3 separate regions of the Hordeum vulgare genome follow, and regions 1 and 3 are each linked to region 2. Evidence: chromatin contacts called from public Hi-C data. All regions are on one chromosome and are shown on one strand. The core of a region is the stretch at or near the end of the contact, and the rest is flanking DNA. Distances in the headings are between cores, read along the strand shown. Region 1 holds the start of LOC123400982 (ribosomal RNA large subunit methyltransferase I). Region 2 holds the start of LOC123402394 (probable LRR receptor-like serine/threonine-protein kinase At5g45780). Region 3 holds the start of LOC123406071 (succinate-semialdehyde dehydrogenase, mitochondrial).

Region 1 (3,310 bases), core at 152-2,651, 330 kb after region 2:
TGAGGCCGTGGCCCTGATCGTGGGCGAGCATGCGGGATGTCATAGTCTTTTACTTGTTTCATATTGTCCGTAGCGGGACTAAACTTTGCTCTGAATAATTGTGTGGCTGTAAACCTTATGTTATACTATGTCAGATGGCAAGTGTATGCCCTACTTGTCATTCTTCAGTTATGTAATGTTATGATTATCTCGCTTGCGAAACGTTTAGATGCGCCTCTTTCCCTTTTTGGGCATCGCCCAAAAAATAGGAAAGGGTCGCATCTTAGTCGTTACACCGGTGGAGGATGCTCGACGCCAAGAAGATCAGTGGCGCCACGAAGGCGGGGACGGCGGCGGTCGCGGCCGCGGTCGATCAGGAAGAGGCGTTCCGCGCGGGGATGATGAATCCGCCCAGCCGCAACCCACAGGCCGCATGGAGGGGTCGCCAGGATGTTGCGTCGGCCACCCTCTCGCTGACGATGCCGCCCTCGGGGTACGTGCCCTTGTCTGGCTACTTCGACGTCGACGCGCATGGCGACTTCAATCCCAACACCACCTTCCCGCATGGCGCGCCGCAACGTTCCTCCTTCACCGATTTCGGCCACGACCGGCGCACTTTCTCACCCGCGTTCAACGCCGGCCTCAACACCCACTATAGCTACTCCCCGCTGGCGTACTCGTCAGCATCCTCGCCTGCTCCATCTCTACGTCGTGGTGTCCTTTCATTCGTGCCCCCTTCGCCGTTGTAGTTTAACTACACCGATGCCGACATGGACGAGGTCATCACGAGCGGTTCCGTCGCCGCCGTGTCGCACCCGAAGTTCGTCGTGCATGATGAAACAATGGACATCGCCAATGACATTGACGACGAGCTCGACGACGCCTAGGAGGAGGGAGAGGAAGAAGCGGTGGAGGTGGAACCGGAACCGAGCGCAGAAACCACGTCGACGACGAGCCCTACTACGTTGACGACGAACAGCGCGACTACGCCGCCGACGAGCCCGACCAGTCCTGCGGCAGAGGAGCCGCACCACGCTGAGCCGGCCGTTTGATCCGGTTTTTATCCTTTCTTTTTTATCGTCGAACTATTGGTGTGTTTGATTGTCGAACTATGGAATGCTGATCGTCGACTTGTGACATGATGATCGTCGAACTCGTGACGTTTTTTTGACAGCAGAAAAGAAAAAAAAACGTTGACATCTGGGATCGAAATCTGGGGACGCGACTGAAAACTCGCTCGCGTCGGATAAAAAAGCGCTCGCGCAACATGACGCTGAGGGCGGAATGGGTGGAGATGCTCTAATATAAAAGTGATACGAGCGCTTTGGGCCTACGGCCTGGCTTTGATGAAGGCCCCACGTCGCAGTGACACACAGATGCGCAACTTGAAGTACCAATCCACAAGCCTCGTTACCTGGTGGCGAACTTCGGCAGCTATAGTCAGTGCCAGCGCCAACGCAGAGCTACGCGATGCTCCGCGCCTGCGGCGCCGCGGCTCCGGCGTCTGTGCCCGCCCTCGTCAGGGCGCGCCTCGCGAAGCCCTCCTCCTCCGTCGCAGCCTCCGCAGTCGCCTCCTCCTCCGCCCTGGAGGAGCTCGCCGCCGACCGCAAAGGTCCACGCCCTTTACTCTCGCCTAGTCTTCTGCCGGCATTCTGTCGAGCGGCTTCGCTGTCGCCCTTCTCTCCGCCGCGGCCCTCGTTTCCAGTCCCGCGCAGCGAGGTTTGTGACCGTCACTTCTGTCCTACGTGCGGGGGGCGAGTGGGAGCGCCATGGCGACGAGCTGTTTGTTGAAACGACCAAGTGAGCTGCGCATTTGTTCCCCGTGTTGCGTTTCGATCTGGTTATGGGTCGGCCGTTTGCCAGTGCGTCCATTTCCTGAGCTTGGACGCTCATTGCTTGATATACAGTTGTAGTGAGTGGTAAATAACTGTAAATGTATGTGTAGAGAGATGCCTGGTCATTGTTTCATGGCCTGCAGTTATGAGGACCTATATTGCTACTTTTACTTGCTCATAACCCTCCAAGTCAGAGGTTGTCAATTGTTAAAAGTTCTACTACCCCCGGAGATCATTTATGGTAACAACAGCTTGAAACGATGATAATTACAGTCTCCTAAAAACGGTTCATCATTCATTTAAATTAGTGTCACGAATGAGTGGTATGCATCACCACAAAGTGGAATGATGGGCCTTGTCCAAAAAGTTGGCTAGATTCCATTCACAACGCTGAAATCAATAAATCAAGCATCGCCCATTTTGCTTGTTTGGGTTAAGCATAGGTTATGTCCAGTAGGCACTTCTTTCTTTCCTTCGCTCGAATCGAAGTACTCCCTCTGTCCCAAAACAAGTGACACAAATTTAATACTAAGTGACACAAATTTAATACTAAGTTAGTACAAATTTTGTACTAAAGCAGCGACACTTATTTTGGGACGGAGGGAGTATACACTAACAACTAAGCACCCTTTTTAGGTTTGGCGAGAGTGGTACTAAAGAAGGGCAAGACTCAGATATTCCGAGGTGGGAGTCCAATGGTGTACAGTGGTGCTGTTGATAGAATAATTGGCCGGCCTCCTCCCAAAACGGGTGATGTTGTTTTGGTAGCTGATGGGTCAGAGAAACCTATCGGGTGGGGTGTCTATAACTCCGTGTCTATGTTTTGTGTTCGGCTAATGCAACTAGAAGAAGAGGCAAAAAGGTGACACAGTTGTTGAGGTTCTATGGTTATTGAAATTTTGTGAGCTTGTGCTGAATATCCCATATTCTTGTTTTGCTCAGAGATCCAGCCTCTGCATTAAATATGGAAAGGCTGCTCGAAGAAAGACTTTGTTCTGCGGTGGATTTACGGCGTAGTTTGGGTTTCCCCTCAACTAATACAAATGCTTACCGTCTCGTCAATAGTGAAGGCGACAGGTATGTACTGTTCTCCATTCCTATACTTTAGTTAGCAAAGAAACCACCTTGATATCCATCACTGAAAGGAGCATGGTTAGTTCATCATTCAGCACCATTTTTAGTTCAACTTTGTATCTTAATATCTTTGTGTAAACAATAAGTAGTTATATTGCCCTGTATATTTTCAACATGTGCAGCAGAGAATACTGATCTTGAGCATTGAATGACTTGCATTTTTTCTCTCTCCGGAACCTTGCCTGTTGTCTCATTCTTGTATTCATGCATAGTAGTGCAACTATTAATATTCAATGGTTTGAAATGCAGATTATCTGGTCTGATAGTGGATATATTTGCTGATGTTGCCGTGATTGCTTCATCTGCTGCTTGGGTTGAGAAATATAGGCAACAAATCCAGTCCCTTGTTAGCAAAGTTAGTG
Region 2 (3,443 bases), core at 739-3,238:
ACAATTGTATGCATGCTTTTTTTTTAAACAGTGATATAGCTAAGCAAACTTATATGCATTGTGCCATCAAGCTTGTACAACTTTGCTAGCTTTATAATTGGAATTGCTTCAATAGATTAGTATCGCAGGCACAGTGGTTATGGCTTAGTTGTACATGATCTATCTGGCATTGTACGACCAAACTTAAGAGTTCATTCAGATGTGTTGTATTCACAACACAGGAGTTTTTGTTCTTGGGCAGGCATACACAAGAAACTTAATCAGAATCCACCCTGTTCTATCCGTAACATATGCATGTAAATTTAACAGACACAGTGGTGCTTTAGACAGCAAGACATAAACAATCCAATAGATAAGACTATCAATTTGAGGTAATAGATTAGCATATACTTACAGATAATTTAGTTGAGTCAGCTGCCCCAACGAATTCGGGATTTCACCAATAAATTGGTTACCTGAAAGATCAAGAGCTTTCAGATTGGCCAGCTTCCCTGTCTCTGGAGGAATTTCACCAGATATTCTGTTATTCTGTAGTAACCTGAAGGGGGGCAACAGAGAAAAAAGTTGAGCAACAAAGCATTGGTAGTAAATTTCGTTTTCGTTAGGACAGATGGGAGTCAATGGAACAAGATCTACAAACAGTACAAAGAATACAATCCCATGACTGAGGGAGCACAAGTAATAACAAATATTATGCATACATACGTGTTCTAAGTAGGGTGGACACAGTATGATGGGTACAATAAGGAGTAGAAAGTCTAGCTGGACTGCGCTGTCAATCATACAAAGTAAGCTTGATTTGGCCGTGTTGAGTTCTGAAAGAATAGGGTACGCCCAATAGCATTCATTCTTGCCAAAAAAGAAAACAAATTTTGTTCAGGGGGGCTTGTACCGCCTGTGATCTCTCAGCATTATTCTATTCACCAGTTCTTGTCCTGGCCTTGAGAGTTTGCACACACGGACCCTGCTTGGGATTTTCATAAATTCAACTATTAAGGCAAGACTTATATTGTATAGTTCCCCACCTTCAGCTCGCTAACTATCCTGATACTAATGAGTCACCGACGGAATAGCCTAAACAGTAATATTGTTTGAACCTAAACAGCAGTTGTGCTTCATATTTTCCAACGGCTAGACACACAAGTACGAACCTCCTCATTTTGAAGCGATTAAGCTCGGAAGCTTCAAACTTGAACGGTGTTGCAAGACACACCGTGTCAAAGGAACTAAGGAAACAGGAACTGTGATTGGATAGGTGAGTTCGTTTCCAAGGCCTTACATTGTCTGCAGGTAACTGAGGTTCCCGATACTCGGCGACAGAGCCCCTGACAATCCGTTGTTAGCCATCTGCCTGCACTCCAACATCCAAACAAAACAGCACGGCATCACCAACAGCAAAACAACAACGGGCAGAAGGAGCATCCGCGCAGGCGCAGTCCAACAGCAAGACAACAAATCAGGGAGCGAGATCTCACAGCGAGACGACGAATCCGTCGGGGGAGCAGGCGACCATTGACCAGGTGCAGGGGTCAACGGAGTTGATGTCCCACCCGGCCATCACCCCCTTCTCGTCCCGCATCCGGCTCTTCACCGCCATCAGCGCCGCCACTGAAACACCGCGCAAAGCGCACCGAGCGCAATTAACACGAGAACATCCTCCACGTAGTACCAAATCCCCAAACCCTAGCCTCGTCCCTAGCCCAGCCACCCCCGCCCAACGCCAGCCGCAAGCGGCGCACATACCTTCATAGTTGAGACCTTTGGGTGAGAGCGGCGGGTCCCCGGCCGCTACACTACAAGCGGCGAGGAGCCACGCGGTAGCCACCACCACCACGGCGCCAGCTCCGGCGGCGAAGGTTAGTCTCGCCATGGAAAGTGGGGGCGTGACTGAGAGCGTCTCTGCACGGGCTCCGTGGCCATGGGTGCTGCTGTTATCGAGCGCAGTGCGTGCGCTGAGGAGTAGAATTAGGCTCGCCTTAAATCTTAATTAATGCGAGTTGGTCTGAAAAATGGGAATCTTAAATTAAGAAAGGGAGAGGCTAACTGGGCCTTAATTGCTGAGCCCGTGGAATGGAGTGGAGGACCAGACGGGTGGCTCTCGAGGCTCCGGAATTTGTGCCCAGTGTTTTGTTTCCGTTCTGTTTGGTTGGTTTTTCTTACAGGAGCCATGTAATTTAATTTAAGGTATATGACCTCTTAGAGTATGGTTAATAGTATAGCCAACGGTCGGCTATAAGGCTGTTCATAGTGGGGAGTAACATATGGTAGTATCATGCATATGTTACTATTGTATGATAGTACCTTCATAGTGCATAGTATCATAAATTAGTATCATAGATGATCTCATTTATTGACATGCATGACACATAGTAGCATAGCATTTAACATGGTACGGTATCTACCTATGTTACTATAACCCTCTCTCTCTTCTTTAATTACTTGCCACATCACCATGTTTACTAGTTCCAAGACTATGTTACTAGCTATGATACCTCCACTATGGCCAGCCTAAGGAGTTGCCATGTCATATACTCCCTTCATCATGGTATATTGGACATATCCCAAAAACGATAATTTTTCATAATTAGAAGAAAATAAGGCGCATGACATTAATTAGCCTATTAATTAGGATGTTTTGGAAACCGTCTTCACCAATGCATGCGAGGAAGTCGTTCGTTTAGTGGACGGAGGTTGCTAATGCGTCAGTTTTACGATTAATTAGGCGTTTCTACAGCTCGTCGGCTCGGTTTTTCCTACCAATAGAAAAACATCTTGGTCCCAGAGCCCTGTGAGATACGTCCAATATACTGTCATGGAGAGAGTATAATCGATCTAATAGTTAACACGTATAGTAACAAATTGTTAAGAAGTACTCCCTTCGTTCCTAAATATAAGTCTTTTTAGAGGTTCACTAAAAGACTACATACGGATGTATATAGACATACTTTAGAGTGTATATTCACTCATTTTGCTCTATATATAGTCTCCTAGTGAAATCTCTAAAAAGACCTATATTTAGAAACGGAGGGAGTACTACTTTATAAATACATGACCCACCTTACATCCTCACAATGTTTCTTGGAGCCTCTGCTACAGCCGACTGTTAATCTGTAGTTCGCTTCCCTTCTCTCTCCTCTTCTCTCTCATCCAACTCAACAAAAATATAATGTTTTAATCCTTACAGTCTTCTCTCTCCTCTTCTCTCTCATCTAACTGTATTTTATTATACCTGCTCTTATACTACCTTAATTACACCCGCGATAAAACAACTTGCTTGAAATTAACTAATTCATACACAAATTTGAAAATCCCATAAAACTCATACACGAACTCGATTGTTGTAACAGTTGACTATAAAACAGCTCCGCCTGTGACATGTCGGCTGCCACATCGAAAAGGGCCCGCATCTCAATTATTGCACAAACCATTGCAGCACATGCTTC
Region 3 (3,393 bases), core at 195-2,694, 420 kb after region 2:
CATGGAACATTAATAATGGGAACAATTAGGATTACTGTCAATGCGAGGATGCATATTTTCGGTTGCCTATACACAAATTTAACCAATTTTTGTTGGCCAATGTAAGCAATTTGCTTGCCCAAAGAAGCACAAAAAAGTCCGTCGGGTACATTTGTATTGCCATTGGGAAGCGACAAAATTTGAAAAATGGAACTAATAATAATAACCGGGTAGGCCTATGTGTGTGATGTACCTACCTAATCCATAAAAATATAGATAATTTAGTGATCCAATACATACAGTATGGAAGAAATTCACAACCACAAAATGATGCATAGACCAACGTATTGACACCACGATATCAAGTAAAAATCGAAACACAATTATGTTAGCAGTCACCTAGCACTGCAAAATAAGTTTCAAAAAGAACTAGCATTGCAAGATTGAGAAGTACCAAGAGGAGAGAGGAGTCAAACCCTAAATGGGATGAGGATGGGCCATGTGGGAGAATCGTGTGATACGCCATGCTGCTCTGATGAGCGGGACAAGAGAAAAGAACGACAAGTGCAGAGGGGTTCAATTGCGACGAAGATAACCAGGACGACGAGGAAGGTTGCGAGCACGTCGGTGAGCAATGTCACGGTTAACTTCGGGCACATGGATGGGATGACGCACAGGTAAGATGCGTCGGAGGCCGTAGTGGGGCTGGGAAGAACCCTGAGGACGGAGACGGGAGCGAGGGCACCGGCGAGCAAGGGCAAGAGCTTGGACTGGTGCGGCGAGATCGGAAACATGGGTGCTTGGGTAGGGGCAGTTAATTAGGGATATAAATTGATGACTGGAATTATGGTAGCATGTGCGGCAATCTTGGAGACTGAAATCTCAGCCGTGAGATTAAAAGAAGGATCAATGGCTCACCAACGGTCTCACGATGGCTTCGTTTCAGACCACTGATAGTAAGCGTTTCCCAAGCCAAAGTGGCAAACTGCTTGCTAATGCCCGAGTTAATTAACTAATAAAATGGTTGAGCATGTTCAGTCGAAATTGATTTCCTTGCTTGTCTGCATGGCGCTGCATAGATATTTTATTTTATTTTATTTTACGAGGGTAAAAAGGGGAAGTTCATTCTTTGTGCCATGATCTGGAGCGACCTGGCCGTCCGTGCGGTCCACGCCGGCCCGCGAATTTTGGCCGACGTCGGGGAGGTTGGGAGGTCGCCATCGCACAAATTTTCCTAAACCAGCTCAACAGGCCACGTGTAAAGCGCTCGTGCAAATAAGACACAGAGACCCGGCCACACAACAGGTGCAGGTGTTCGTGTCACTCGTCCCTTCCTTCAGATGGCGATGGCGATGCGACGCGCGGCGGCGCTCGGCGCCCGCCACATCCTAGCCGCCTCCGGCTCCGCCTCCTCCCGCGTCGCCAGCCGCCGCCACGTACGCCCTCTCTCCCCCCACCCCACTCGCCTGCGCTCCTTCATACCCCTCGCGCCCCCCCGGCGGTGGTGCTCGGTGGGTCGTGTTTTTTCTGTTATAATTGCTGGGTGGGTGCGCAGATGGGCAGCGTGGACGCGGGCGCGGCGATGGAGAAGATCCGGGCGGCGGGGCTGCTCAGGACGCGCGGCCTCATCGGCGGCAAGTGGGTCGACGCCTACGACGGGAAGACCATCGAGGTACCGTCCCTCCCTCCGTCCGTCTCACTGTAGTGGTGCCTTCGAGATCCTTGTGGATTGGCGCGGTTGGATTTCGTGGGGGAAATTAGGGATTACTGCTGTGCCCAGTCCAGCTGTTACTTTGTGGAAAACGCGTGGGAGTTGGAAATTTTGTGCCGAATTTCTTAGTTCGTTTTGTTGAATTGCAGTTTTGTTGGTGTAGTTATTATTAGTCGTGTGTTCTTAGGTTGTGAACACACCATCTGCCCACAGACTGTCTGTGGGCGACAGTGTCAGACTGCTTAGTGGAGTGTGCTAACCAGAATTGTGTACTTCGTGGCATGTTTTGGTCGTTGGGGAGGTTTTATGCCGCACGACAGGTGTGTGTCTGTCGAGGGGAGTACACAAACTAGGCTGTCGCACGAGTGTCAGCATACGGTTAGTGCTTCATCTATGAGCTCTGGCAATGTTGCTTGGACTTTGATCCCATTCCTACTTTCCTAGGACGTTAGCGCCATTGAAACTTTCCTCCTGCTTGATATAGTTTGGAGCTATGAGTAATTCTTTGGTATGGTTGTGTTCTGTCTTAGCTACCGCACGCCTTGATGCCACTGTAATAGTCATGAAAATAACGTCGGAACTTAGCTGGTCTTAAGCTTGTAAGTTTGCTGTTTAGGTTATTTCTGTAAAGAGCGCTGAACAGTATGAATAATCAATTAAGTGTTGCTACTGCAACTCTACTCACTTTTTATATCTCAATTCTCTAACCTATGCTAAGTTGCCAATGTTGATTGTCAATATTTATCATTGGAACAACATTCTTTTCCTTGTAGGTGCAAAATCCAGCAACTGGCGAGGTCCTTGCAAATGTAGCCTGCATGGGCAACAGAGAAACAGCTGATGCAATAGCTTCTGCTCACACTACATTTTATAGTATGTAAAAACACATTAGTGTATTCACTTTTAATACTTGAATACTGACCAAATAATGTTTTGCAAGTGCCATAGTTAAAATGATTTGACATGCTTATGATATTAATATATGCAAATTAAACTGCTTCCGTGTCAGCGGAAGATCAGCATTGGAACACCATGAATCAAGTGAACTTCCGTTCACATGTCACATACCACAATCAACTAATATCTTCTGTGTATCAGAAAATGCTTCCATTCTGGCTTAGTTGTTCTATTACCATATATAGTAATTTAATAATAAAAATCGGAACTACTATACTGTCTCCATATTAGGTGAATGTGTGATGGTTGTTTTGTTTCTGGTAGAACAGAGGAGTTGTACTTCGTAGTAGACCAAGTACATCTTGTAGAATCCCAAAGGTAATCCTCTAGTTTATTACTACAAGCTCTAAAGGCAACAAGAGAATACATGATTAGCACTTAGGCAAAGAAAATTAGGAGACACAGATTGGTCTCTAAAAGCTTATTTTGCTAAAGCATTGGCAACTTTCTTGTTTTGGAAATGCTTGTTTAAAAATATCTAATGCATGCCCTCTTTTGGTGCAAACCTTATCTTAATCAAGTTTAATTATGATTTTCAATACCTAGTAGAATACTCATCTTCACCTCATAACAAAAATATGAGTCCTATATGGAATTGTGCGTTTCCTGTTGTTGTTTGCCTTTGCTAAATATTTGTATGTCTAATAATATTTTTCTTTGCATACTTCATTATAGTTGATTTTCCATTTACCACTTGCAATTTTCTTTGTTTGTTTATTGTCCTTTACGTTTTTGTAGCTTGGAGC

Evidence for each region. Hi-C and Micro-C count contacts between places; a contact is called where the count stands out from the background.
Region 1: a contact with region 2 is called in a Hi-C map of seedling, with 3 times the contacts expected there. The contact joins the promoter of LOC123400982 here to the promoter of LOC123402394 in region 2. A contact is called at or near these places in 1 of 6 Hi-C or Micro-C datasets (seedling) and 1 of 1 datasets of contacts at active chromatin or transcription factors (embryo).
Region 3: a contact with region 2 is called in a Hi-C map of leaf, with 6 times the contacts expected there. The contact joins the promoter of LOC123406071 here to the promoter of LOC123402394 in region 2. A contact is called at or near these places in 2 of 6 Hi-C or Micro-C datasets (leaf and seedling).

The regions. Positions count from the first base shown.
Region 1 is chr6H:130,998,732-131,002,041 of MorexV3_pseudomolecules_assembly, reverse strand. LOC123400982 (ribosomal RNA large subunit methyltransferase I) reads left to right here and starts at 1,401. Exons shown (of 8, transcript XM_045094699.1): 1 at 1,401-1,591; 2 at 2,451-2,676; 3 at 2,757-2,891; 4 at 3,198-3,310. The coding sequence starts at 1,450.
Region 2 is chr6H:131,329,531-131,332,973 of MorexV3_pseudomolecules_assembly, reverse strand. It overlaps LOC123402394 (probable LRR receptor-like serine/threonine-protein kinase At5g45780), which reads right to left and starts at 1,988. Exons shown (of 11, transcript XM_045096308.1): 1 at 1,744-1,988; 2 at 1,476-1,608; 3 at 1,280-1,351; 4 at 395-538. The coding sequence starts at 1,870.
Region 3 is chr6H:130,904,741-130,908,133 of MorexV3_pseudomolecules_assembly, reverse strand. LOC123406071 (succinate-semialdehyde dehydrogenase, mitochondrial) reads left to right here and starts at 1,444. Exons shown (of 19, transcript XM_045099563.1): 1 at 1,444-1,651; 2 at 2,464-2,563; 3 at 3,386-3,393. The coding sequence starts at 1,535.